2 separate regions of the Ovis aries genome follow, and region 2 is linked to region 1. The links are chromatin contacts, called in public Hi-C maps. All regions are on one chromosome and are shown on one strand. The core of a region is the stretch at or near the end of the contact, and the rest is flanking DNA. Distances in the headings are between cores, read along the strand shown. Region 1 holds the start of CUL5 (cullin 5). Region 2 holds the start of DDX10 (DEAD-box helicase 10).

The links. A called contact is a pair of places that touch in the nucleus more often than the background predicts.
Region 2: a contact with region 1 is called in a Hi-C map of muscle, with 5 times the contacts expected there. The contact joins the promoter of DDX10 here to the promoter of CUL5 in region 1. A contact is called at or near these places in 5 of 16 Hi-C or Micro-C datasets (blood, hypothalamus, muscle and 1 more).

The regions. Positions count from the first base shown.
Region 1 is chr15:17,272,208-17,275,565 of ARS-UI_Ramb_v3.0, reverse strand. CUL5 (cullin 5) reads right to left here and starts at 1,863. Exons shown (of 18, transcript XM_042232882.2): 1 at 1,411-1,863.
Region 2 is chr15:18,040,720-18,044,077 of ARS-UI_Ramb_v3.0, reverse strand. It overlaps DDX10 (DEAD-box helicase 10), which reads right to left and starts at 1,667. Exons shown (of 18, transcript XM_004016001.6): 1 at 1,373-1,667. The coding sequence starts at 1,558.

The sequences.
Region 1 (3,358 bases), core at 614-3,113:
ATACATATACTAACTCAATCTTCACAAAGTTCCTATGAAGTAAGTGCTATTGATAATTTCACTATATTGATGAGGAAACTCAGGAACGGAGAGAAACTTGCCCAAAGTCATGGAGCAGAAATTCTAAGTAGCAGAAATTAGGTCTAGTTCTAGGTCCCTCCCTCTTTTAAAAGAAGACACGGGGTTGGGTAGGAGGGGAGGGGCGGGGCGGGGAGGGGCGGGGGCGGTGTATATATGTTTGTTAGTTGCTCAGTAGTGTCACTCTTTGTGACCCTCTGAACTGTAGCCGACCAGGCTCCTCTATCCATGGAATTCTCCAGGCAAGAACACTGGAGTGGGTTGCCATTCCCTTCTCCAAAAGAAGACACACTGCCTCTAAAATTAGTAAAATTAGAGGGACTAATACAGTTAGTATCAGTAGTCTAAAGAAGACAAGAGTGAGGTTACAGTAAGTTTTAATATATTTTCTATTCTCTATCAACACTGTCTGAAGGCCTAATTGACAGGGTTTTTGAGGGAGAAGTAGTTCATCCACTACCCCCATTTCAGTAGTACTTTTAAGGTATAAAGTATTGCCTACTACAAACATACCACAGACGAAACTAGTGTCAGGTCTTCCTCCTTCTCCTCTCAACTTTGTAACTGATGGTAAAGAATCCGCTTCTCTAGGCCTAGATCCCCCTTGCTATCCCAAATACATAAAACTAACTTTAACGGTTGTCTTTGATAAGGCAACTTTCCTAAGCCCTAAGACAACGGCAGTGCTTCCACTGTAGTCATCTGGTTGCGTGCTGTAATGGGGTTGAGGAACAGTTTCCTAAGTTAAAAAGGGTAAACATACGAACTCAAGAAAGGAAGAACAGAAGAGAAGGTGTAGCCCGCAGTTAAGGGAGGGAGTTGGGGCTTCAGGCGCTGCCGTCTGACTTGGAATTCCGCGCAGACAGAATGAGAAGAGAAACTGAGGAGGTGGGGATCCAAGTCATTAAAACCTGTTAGCAACATTTTCTGGGATTTTCTTTTCTTTTTTTTTTTTTTAATGCGTCTCAAGACTCCCGCTTCAGAAGAAACTGAGACCCTAAGGACACTAACTGACCGATCCGTCAGGACGCTGCACCACCTTTCTTCCGGGGTCCCGAGCCAGCGCTGGCCCCTTGAGACCACTGCCCGCCGTCGGCCCTCGGCCGGGCCTTTCATACACCAGGCAACCGGCACCAGGGACAACCAGGGCCTCTCGACCCCAAGGCCGGAGAATCGCGTTCCACTCCTCGGCGGCTGCCTCCCTGGCTTCCCTTCCGGTAGACAACCCCTGAACACTCCCCCATTTCGCCGCTGAACCAGAACCGAGCCATTCCCCGAGAGCTGAACCCACCGCTCCCGGAGTAGAAATCCAAGACGGACTGAGGGTCTTACCTTTAACAGATTAGACGTCGCCATATTCCTTCAACTTAGACTCTCGCGAGACCGCGCGAGATTTCGTGGAGCTCCGTGCCAGGCCACTACTGCAGGCCCGAGTGTCCCACCTGGGCCGAGGGGCCCCCCGGCCCGCACTGTGGATGTGGTGGGCGCCGGCGTGCACACAGCGCTGACCTCGTCCCTCACTCCCGGAGCTTCCTCGCTCTTCCCTCCCTACATGGTCACCGGGGCCTCCCCGTACGAGAGAGCTCATGCAAACACTCGGGGAGACGGCAGCGGCGAAAGGTGAGAGGGAACAGGAGCCGACCTGAAATCGGAAGAGGAAGCATCGGCTCCACGAGCCTCCCCACTCCTTCAGATGAGCCTCTGTGGTGGCACCCGCAGAGGCCACTGGCAACGAATTTAGCTCGGTTTGGGACCGGCCGCTCTGGTTCGGCGGCCGCGTCACGTGACGCGGCAGGCGGGGCCGCGCTCGGGAGCGAGCGTGGGAGCCTGAAAGCGTCGTGGGCCCAGAACACGCCGCGAGGGCGAGGGGACGCCCTCTGCTGGCAGGAGTATGTGTCTTCCACCGCCGCGTGCTGTGGGGAGGTTACGAAAAAGACGTTATCCTGAGTGAAATGCTTGTAATAGCTGTTTTCAAGAACTGGCGCATAGAAGGGCCCCAAGAAATATTTGTTTGCATGAATCAATGAATCCATGCACGAACGTGTTAACTATTAATATTTCTACTCAAGAGGGCCTGGCACTGAAATAACCTCTAAGAGGTTGATCAGGTATACCAGCACATCCTATACCCTAAGACCCCTACGCTTTATCACTTCAGACCTCAAACCACTGGCCAAATAAAGGGAATATAATTTATATGTAGAATCTACAATATACCTGTGTGTGCTTTTGAACTGTGGCATTGGAGAAGACTCTTGAGAGTCCCTTGGACTGCAAGGAGATCCAACCAGTCCATTCTAAAGGAGATCAGCCCTGGGTGTTCTTTGGAAGGAATGATGCTAAAGCTGAAACCCCAGTACTTTGGCCACCTCATGTGAAGAGTTGACTCACTGTAAAAGACTCTGATGCTGGGAGGGATTGGGGGCAGGAGGAAAAGGGGATGACAGAGGATGAGATGGCTGGATGGCCTCACCGACTGGATGGACGTGATTTTGAGTGAACTCCAGGAGTTGGTGATGGACAGGGAGGCCTGGCGTGCTGCAATTCACAGGGTCGCAAAGAGTCGGACACAACTGAGCGACTGAACTGAATTGAACAATATACCCAGTATTGTATTCTACACATTTCCGAACTGTTCATTCATACATAAAATGTGAGAAATAAGTTAGAGCTATAGAGTCCCTTGGACTGCAAGATCCAACCAGTCCATTCTGAAGGAGATCAACCCTGGGATTTCTTTGGAAGGAATGATGCTAAAGCTGAAACTCCAGTACTTTGGCCACCTCATGAGAAGAGTTGACTCATTGGAAAAGACTCTGATGCTGGGAGGGATTGGGGGCAGGAGGAGAAGGGGACGACAGAGGATGAGATGGCTGGATGGCATCACGGACTCGATGGGCGTGAGTCTGAGTGAACTCCAGGAGATGGTGATGAACAGGGAGGCCTGGCGTGCTGTGATTCATGGGGTCGCAAAGAGTCAGACACGACTGAGCGACTGAACTGAACTGAATAGAGTAAAATAAAGCAGAGAAGAGGAATGCAGTTTTAAACAGAGGGATCCAAGTAGATCTCACTGAGAAGATGGCATTTGAGCAAAAAGACTTGAAAGCGGTGAAGGAGAATGCCAGGACATATTTGGGAGGACAGCAATGGGGGGAGCACAGGTGGCAAGTTGCCCAGAGTTTCAGAGGAACAGTTAGTTAGAAGGTTAGTGTGTTTAGAGAGAGAGTAAGAAGAGCAGAAGGCCTTTTCGGGCCTTGTAGACCACAGCAAAGACTGG
Region 2 (3,358 bases), core at 418-2,917, 770 kb before region 1:
AAAGAAAGGGTAGTGGCAGTCCCAAGGAGCCTGAGCAGGTAAGAGAAGTCAAGAAGTCAAAATGATAACTACAGGGATGTTCATCTGGGAACATCAGCTACATTGTAGGATGGTAACGTATCAGAAATGGACCAGGAATCCAGCTTTTCTATGGCAATTCTCAGATGGGGACATGTAACAAGCTGCTGTCCTTCAGTTGAGAAAATGAAATAAGTATATTAAGGATGGGTGATGTTCAGAGACGCAACTCTGGCATAATGGTTAAAAGCAAAGGCTTCGGAATCAGAGATATGAGTCTTGGTTCCAATCCCACACCACTTAATACATGTGAGAGCTAAAGACAAGTTTCTTATTCTCCTGGATCCTCAAGGTTCTCATCTGTAAAAGGGAAATAAGACCCAATACCTCAGATCAAGTCAAATAATTAATGTAAACCACATGGTGAGTGGCTTACAATGTGTCATTATTTACCATTAGGTTGTATTATTTTTACGAACATTACAAAATCACTGCAGATGGGGACTGAAGTCATGAAATTAAAAGATGCTTGCGCCTTGGAAGGAAAGTTATGACCACCCTAGACAGCATATTAAAAAGCAGAGACATTACTTAACCAACCAAGGTCCGTCTAGTCAAAGCTATGATTTTTCCAGTAGTCATGTATGGATGTGAGAGTTGGACTATGAAGAAAGTTGAGCGCCGAAGAATTGATACTTTTGAACTGTGGTGTTGGAGAAGACTCTTGAGAGTCCCTTGGACTGCAAGGAGAGCCAACCAGTCCATCCTAAAGGAAATCAATCCTGAATATTCATTGGAAGGACTGATGCTGAAGCTGAAACTCCAATACTTTGGCCACCTGATGCGAAGAACTGACTCATCTGAAAAGAGCCTGATGCTGGGAAAGATTAAAGGCAGGAGGAGAAGGGGACGACAAAGGATAAGATGGTTGGATGGCATCACCGACTCAATGGCCAAGAGTCTGAATAAACTCCGGGAGTTGGTGATGGGCAGGGAGGTCTGGCGTGCTGCAGTAGTCCTGGGGTCACAAAGAGTCGGACACGACTGAGCGACTGAACTGAACTGATAACTATAATAGCAATTAATCTCCTTATGCTTAAGCACTACTACATTTTCCCCATTTTATCAAAACCATTGTAGTGAGCCAGAGGGCGGCCTGGTCGGTCAGGAGGCCTGGGCTTGGCACCCAGCAGACCACCTGTGGCCTCAATGGAGCCCCCGGAGGCACCTCGCATCCCACCCCCTTCTCCTGCTCCCCAGGCAAGGTCCCAGTGACCGGTCGGCCCGCTCGCCCATGCAGCCCAGTGCGGCAAGGACATGCGGCCCCGCGCCCCCTCCCCGGCGCCGGCCTCACCTTCTCGTAATTCTGCATGAGGCGGCTGATAACCTCGCGCTCGACCTGCCACTCGGGTTTCTTCAGCTGCTTCCTCAACTGCTTCTTTTGGCTCTGCTTGTGGCTGTGTTTCTTCTTCCAACGATTGAAGCTCCGCACCGGGTCGGGCCGGGCTCCCGTAGCCCGAGAGTCCGCGGTTTTTCCCATCGCGGCGGCGACGGCGACAGCCCACAGCTCGGTGAGACTTGAGACCTCTCGGGCCAGGCGCGGAGATCACGCACTGAGAGGACGCGGAACCGGCGTGGGGCGAGAGCACGAATGCGCAGGCGCGAAACCAGAAGCCCACCCCCCCCCGCCCTGAGCTTTTAAAACCGGGGCACGCGCCGTCCACAGCCAGGGAAAACTGGATGGTGATTGGCGACTTGGAATTCGCGGGGCGGAGCGAATGAGTCTCTGGTGGAAGTAGAGGCGGAGCAGTCTGAGGAAGAGGACCGGGCTGAGTGGCTCCTAAAGCATGCAGTCGCTTTAAATAGGCGCACGAGCCCTGCTTGCTGTTACTATGGTGACGTCATACAACCTAACTCTTAAAAGGCTGTTACTTTGCCCTGCGTTTTCCTTGGAAAACCGCAGGCTAACACACATCCCGCAAACCCCAGTATACATCCACACAAAATCTGTGGATTAGAATTGTGATCCTCGTTTTTCACGTTTCAGCCCGGGGAGCGGAATGATTTGCTATTGTGTTAATTCTTTGTTGTTGTTTTTTAATATTTTACCCTCTAAGTATAGAGTCTGTGGGGTTTCCAGGTGGCTCAATGGTGAAAAATACACCTAGGAGACCCAAGTTCATTCCCTGGGTCGGAAAGATCCCCTGGAGCAGAAAACGGCAACCCACTCCAGTATTCTTGCCTGAAAACTCCCATAGGCAGAGGAGCTTGGCGGGCTACAGTCCATGGGGTGGCAGAGTCCGACACGACTGAACGAGTGAGCACGTACATAGTCTTTAGTCCATAGCACTAATAGCTGCATGTATGCTTTTGAAATCCAACTTCAATTTTGAACGTTTAACATTTTGCTGACATACATTTTCATTCTCTTTATCATTTCTTGAAACATGATAAATACCAATCTTTGCACCTATTTGCATTTTTTTCATTCATTGATAGTTTTCAATAAGAACAAATTCCTTCAAGGTACAATAAACAGAATCTAATAAGTTTTCACTATTTTAGAAAGTTTCTATTTTTAAAAAAGTTTCCAAAACTTCCACCTGTGCTGCTTATTTTTATTTTTTAATATGTATCTATTTGACTGTGTTGGGTCTTCGTTGCAAGATATAACATAAGAGCTTTGTATTTTATCTCAAATGTGTAAAAGTTCGAAAGAGTATATACCCCCCAAAACTGCTAAATTTCAACATTGACTATTTTTGCCTAATGACATTTTATGAGAACAAAGAAACAGGCACTATTACATAATCATCTAATTGCTAAATTATTGTGATAAAATATGTACTTTGGGGATCTTATTTTGACTGCAGAGTCAGAGGATGCCCCCCCTTTTTTAAAAAAACAAATCTGAGTTTTAACAAATAACAAATGTTGGTAAGAATGTAGGAAAAAGGAAACCCTCATACAGTGTTGGTGGGAATGTAAATTGGTGCAGCTGGGAAACATTATGGAGGTTTCTCTAAAAAAAGAACAATCATAGGACCCAGCATTCCACTTCTGGGTATGTATCTGGAAAAAAGAAAAAGCATTAGTTCAAAAAGATACATGCATCCCAATGTTCATAGCAACATCATTCACAATTGTCAAGATATGGCAGCAACCTATATATCCATCAAGAGATGAATGAATAAACAAGTGGTAGTGTACATACATACATATACATATATATACACACACACACAAACATATGGTTATATGATGGAATATACATATACAATGTATATCCCATCCATATAAAATGGAATATTACTCAGCCATAAAGAAAGAATGAAATTTT